2 separate regions of the Gossypium hirsutum genome follow, and region 1 is linked to region 2. A link is a contact called in public Hi-C data. All regions are on one chromosome and are shown on one strand. Each heading gives the region's core, a stretch centred on a gene start, on an enhancer-like site or on the middle of the called end of the contact. The rest is flanking DNA. Distances are from core to core; before and after follow the strand shown.

Region 1 (2,836 bases), core at 130-2,629, 280 kb after region 2:
AAAACAATTGATTGTAATGTAATAATATAATTTATAATAGAGAAATTATTTGGTACAATAGTAAAATATTAAAAAATTACATATCACTTTTTAAAATTGTTTGTAAAATTAAAAAAATATATATATATATCAAATTCTCACACTTTATAAATTATTTAAAATATTTTCATTATTTAACTTTTTAAATTTACCTTTAAAAAAAACCTTTTACGATTATATTTTATTATATTTTATTTAAATGACACAAAATATCTCTATTTACTAAAATATAATGGATTCTGAAAACATTTTATTATTTTTAGACATTATAATTATTATTCGAAAGTATAATGCATACATAGTAATTAAAAAAACTACTCAGTAGTAATAATGTTTTTATAATTTTCGATTGAATTTTAGTTCGATTAGTATTGGTATTATTATCGGTGCAAGAGGTTATGGATTTGAATACATTGAAACGTATTGTCCTTCTTTTTAAAAGTTGGGGATGAACTATAAGTAATTATAGATGTAAGGCATGAAGAGTTTTTTTTTTTTAAAGAATGTAAAATAAGTAAAAGAACAATATATATATTTATACATATAGATTTCAAACTACGGTTAGTGTCCACTTTTTTATCAGGAGAAGTTTTGAAGTGTTGTTCTTTAAGATGTTGATTCGGGCTTTAAACAGTTGAGATATTGTTTTCAAGGTATTTATATTTGATTTTAGACCTAAAATTTTGTCTCCTCCAAGAAGAGCCCAAAAGGGTTCATAAAATTTATCAGGAGCGCCTAAGACCCATCAAGAAAATATTTTATCATTTTGACGTTGATGAAATTTGAAGCCAAGCCTTTAAAAGGTCTTAGTGGATAAAAACACTACCAATAAAAGAGCTAATTTCCCCTTAACAAGCAACATGATTGAATTATTATGTGTGGATATTTTATGTTTTTCATAATTTAAAAGGTTGTTTGAAAACAAATATATCTTTCAGCATTTACATTTTCGTTAATTTAACTCTTATTTTTTCGTTAAATTTAGTCATTAACTTTAAAAAAAGTCAAATCATTTTATTTACAGAAATATTGACAAAGTATTAATTTTTTAATGATATTGGCATGTTTACATGTATTTCATATTGATATGGTATTATTTTTATTAATATTTAATGTCAATAAATAATTTAAAAATTATAAAAAAAATTAATAATTTGAAAAGTATATAAAAATTCAAAAACATTAGTATAAAGTATACCTGAATTTTCATATTTAAAAATTTAACCTAATAATTTTTTTTGAAAAACTGAAGATTAGGTTCCACCATTTTTAAGCAATTGAGAGTTAAATTAAAAAAAGAAGAAGATATAATGGTTAAAAACCAAATTAATCATTAGGACTAAATAGAAAATGATGCTAAAAGGGAAAGTATTTTTCTAAAAGGGAATCATTGGATCAAGCATGGTAGACCCTACCAAAAAATTTTTGCCAAGTGCAATCTGTCGTCGGCATGGGTTATCGAAGTTTTTACTTCAACGAAGAATCATAGGGGCTGCTTGGCAACGACAGAAGAAGATTCATTTCCTTATTACTTTCCCCCACCACACGTTTTAACGCTTAGCCCTTCCAAATCTTGAAGATCCCTTGAAATTTCCTTCCGTTTCCTTAACGTCCACTGTTCTTCGCATTTGTCTACACTTTAGATTAAGAAAGGAAGTACGCTACGAAATCAGATCTCTGCTGATTCATTTTCCAGGTAACCCATAAATCTCGCTTCTTCTTCTCTCAATCAAAATTCAGCTTCTAATCACACCGATCTCTCCTCATTTCCTTGTTTCAAATTCAGCAAAGCTTATCGAATCTATCTTTTCACTCTTTGTTTGGTGTTGTAATTCTCAATTCTGCAACTGGGAGAAAGCCTTTCTAAGCTTCAGTTCAACAGTAACCAAATTCGGTTGAGTTCATTTTCCTTGAATCTTTGTTGTTTTACGTTTCATGTGTTTGTTAAAATGCCTGAATCCGAATCATATATCATAACGTAAATCCTTTTACTGTTTTGAATGATGATCTAAAGCGAGTTGACTTTTCTTTCTGTTTTGAACCCTTTTTTTTTTCTTCTTATCCTTTTGTTATGGATAAATTGCTCGTGGTATAACTTACAAGTAAGCCGATATGGTATTATAAATCGCTTTGTTGTTGTTATTGTTGAGTGAATGAGCTGCTGGAAATAATTACTGCAGGGACTTAACATAAGAAACTTTATAGCTCTATTACTTATAATCAATCTTTTTCTTGGTTCATCTTGGTCGACTTTTAAAGTTCTTGTATATTATGTTTTTCAAATATTTGTTTTTATCCGCGGTAATTTTCTGTGGTACCTTGGTTTTGACGATCAGTGGTCATTTTCATAATACAGTTGGCAACAATGGCAGAATCTGAGTCGGACTCTGACTTTTTGAAGGAATTCTACATTCCTGCGTATATATTTAATGATGAAACAAAATTTTCTGATCTTCGTGATGTACCTGAGTTTCCAGTGCTTGTGTTTATCAACTCCAAAAGTGGTGGTCAATTGGGTGGCGATCTTCTTAATACATATAGAAGTGTCCTCAATGAGCATCAGGTACCATTACTCTTTCAGAATGCATGTTGGAAATATTTGATTTATGGCTAATCTTAGTGTGATTAATTTCAGATTTTCGATGTGGGGGAAGAGGCCCCTGATAAGGTGCTTCGCAGAGTTTACACCAGACTAGAAAAGCTGAAACAAGAAAAAGATGAATTTGCCACGAAGATTCATGAGAGATTAAGAATAATTGTAAGTCGAGCCTGATACTGTAAAATCTTACAGGTCTAT
Region 2 (3,007 bases), core at 480-2,979:
AGGGTATATAAGTCCTAAAATTTAAGGAAAAAAAAATACTTGAAATACACATTTAATTAATTAGTCTATAAATTCTCTGATTCAATTAATTAAACTCTTTAATTACTTTAATTACTTTAATTAATTCTCTCAAATTACTTTAATTAATTGTTGGTCAATTACAAATGGTCAAATCTCTGATTCAATTAAGTCTATAAACTCACTGATTCAATTAATTAAACTCTCTTGATTTCCTATTCAGTCCGCTCATTCATCCATTCCACCAATTATTCTTATCTTCATCTACCCAGTCAAGGAAATTTCCCTCCTTACTCCGTATACATATTATATATATAAATATATCTCTCAAGACATTACACTTATCACCATATCACACAATACGCCATTGATTACTTAGACAAATCATTTACTCTTGCATCCAGTGTACACACTTTCATGGTATCATTCATTATTCAGCATGCCCATTTACCCTTTTCTATACACAGCCACAATTCTAGATAACTCAGACACAAACCATTCAAACAAACATTATCAACGATCACCCAAGGGCAAAGTACAAAAACTCACATTGCTTTCTTAATCCTCGACAACATAGCTTGCCCAACACTAGAGACTCTTTTGTCATGTTAGTTAAGCATAACAACCATTTATCGGTTAACTTAAAGGTGTTCAAACATTAAAAACCTAGTGTCCATAATTATATAGAAACTTTAAAGATACTCTAGTTCTTCCTTCAATCCACGAGGATAGAGAGATAAGCGAGTTTATCAGTTTTCCAATTTTCTACTTCCAGACTTCAATTCATGCGACGGTTGCAACATGCAGAGCTTCCTTTAGCTACATCCTCTTCTTCTTCGGAGCGACCGAAGAAGACGATGCTATAGAGAGAAAAATTGGTAAACAGAATTGAGAAGAATTCTGTTTCCACGCACACCTATATATATACTCCATTGGCAAGGCCGCCACAGACCAATACAATCACTCATTCCTAATCATTTTGTCTCCCACTACGGAATTGGCTGGTTTGAAGCTAACTAAACCAAAATTAAAATCCAATTATTCTCAACCAGCCACTTAGGTTTCCAAATATCTCGGTAGAGTCTGCCAATTTCTGTTTGTATACAATCAACTCCTCAACTCTTCTTTAAATTTAGGTTTTTAGGAGAATCGGGTCGAACAAGAAAATATAAAAACGAGTCAAATTTAATGGAAAAAACTGACTTTTTTTAGTAAATTCAAAACCTATATAAAAATATGGTGTTATGGTGTTGGATTTCTCATTGAAAGCAAAATTCAAATAATCTATACTTACTAATATTTATGATTATTTATTGTTCAATTTAATTAGTGGAGAATTTATAAAAAAATCCTTTAACTTTACAAAGCATAAGATTTTGAGAGTAATTTTATTTTTTATATGAAATTTAGAAAAATATTTGTACGTGAACTCAAAACATCATATTTATAACTTTTTACTACTTCAACTAACATCATATTTAATTATTTATTACATAAAATTTTCATCAATCAACTACTTTTCGTCCGTATTTTATAGGTAAATATATAATTAAAATTCAATGACACAAGACATCAATTTTCGTGGGATTAAAAAAAGCGGACACCAGCTTTGACATTTCATACCATATATTTTATTAATTTTCCAGAACGCATGCATTAGGGAATAAGAATAAACTAGTACTCCACCCATCCCCTTTTAAGATTCCTGAATATTTACTTTATTTTTAATGAAGTTAACATGGACTTTACCAGCTGCCCACTCATTTTCCATAAAGAAGAAAGTTTCTTCTGTTTGGAGAAAATTTGTGTTCAAGAGAAGATGAGAACAAGTTGTCGGTGGTCAGTTCTTAACACCCTTTCTTCCATCTTATCTTGCTACACAATTTTCATACTGTTTTCTGCTCTTCAGGCCTGCTTTGCTAGGGATAATATTACTATTGAAAGCGGGCTTGCAGATGGACAAACTCTTGTTTCAGCTGGAAATAGATTTCAATTGGGGTTCTTTGGTCCATCAAGAGGCTCTAATGTGAAGAGATATGTGGGGATATGGTATGCTTCCAATTCACAGATAGTGGTTTGGGTTGCTAATAGAGACAATCCAATTTTAGATAGGACTGGAGTTTTATCTATTGCAAATGACCAACTGAAGTTATCCGATGAGAGAGGGAAAATTTACTGGTCCACACAGCGTGGAGCTAAGCGTTCGAAACTTGTGGCGAAGCTTAACGATACCGGTAACTTCATTCTACTCGATGAACGGTTGAGGGTCAATCTATGGGAAAGCTTTACTGAACCAACAGATACGTTTCTTTTCGGTATGAAGATGGACGCAAAGTTTTTATTAACTTCATGGAGCAGTGAAGAAGATCCATCATCAGGGAACTTCATATTTAAGCAAGATCAAGGAGTGGAGCAGCTTGTTGTAATGGAAAAGAGTACCATTCACTGGAAATCAAGTAGGCCAGATGCAGGTAAAATCATTAAATCGGATGAACTGCCTCCTACAATAGTCAACTTCTTGACTTTTAGCCAGAGTAACAACCCAAGAGTTTACCAAGATAAAAGAATGGTAATGACTTTCAATGGAAAATTACAGTATTGGGATTTCGATGCAGACATGAACAGTTGGTCCTCGATATGGTCGGAGCCAAACAATAATTGTAGTGTGTTCAATTTTTGTGGCAACTTTGGCACCTGTAATACCAACAGCGGGTTGCCATGCAAGTGCTTACCGGGTTTCCAACCTAAATTCATGGACAAATGGAAAGCCGGAGAGTTTTCGGACAGTTGCTCCAGAAACCATACATCATCATGTGGCAATTACTTCTTGAGCTTGAAAAGAATGAAAGCAGAAAATTCAGACTCATCGTACGAGGCCAAGGATGAAACAGATTGCAGAGGGGAGTGCCTCAAGAACTGTCAGTGCCAGGCTTATTCATTTGAAGGCCAGAGAGACTACACTACTTCATGCTTGATTTGGTCAGAGGAT

The links. Hi-C and Micro-C count contacts between places; a contact is called where the count stands out from the background.
Region 1: a Hi-C map of leaf shows a contact between it and region 2, with 2.2 times the contacts expected there. The contact joins the promoter of LOC107920448 here to the promoter of LOC107919425 in region 2. A contact is called at or near these places in 2 of 34 Hi-C or Micro-C datasets (both in leaf).

Annotation. Positions count from the first base shown.
Region 1 is chrD13:9,687,735-9,690,570 of Gossypium_hirsutum_v2.1, forward strand. It overlaps LOC107920448 (diacylglycerol kinase 5), which reads left to right and starts at 1,380. Exons shown (of 13, transcript XM_041110221.1): 1 at 1,380-1,735; 2 at 2,396-2,602; 3 at 2,675-2,797. The coding sequence starts at 2,405.
Region 2 is chrD13:9,410,973-9,413,979 of Gossypium_hirsutum_v2.1, forward strand. LOC107919425 (G-type lectin S-receptor-like serine/threonine-protein kinase At4g03230) reads left to right here and starts at 1,730. Exons shown (of 8, transcript XM_041108582.1): 1 at 1,730-3,007. The coding sequence starts at 1,757.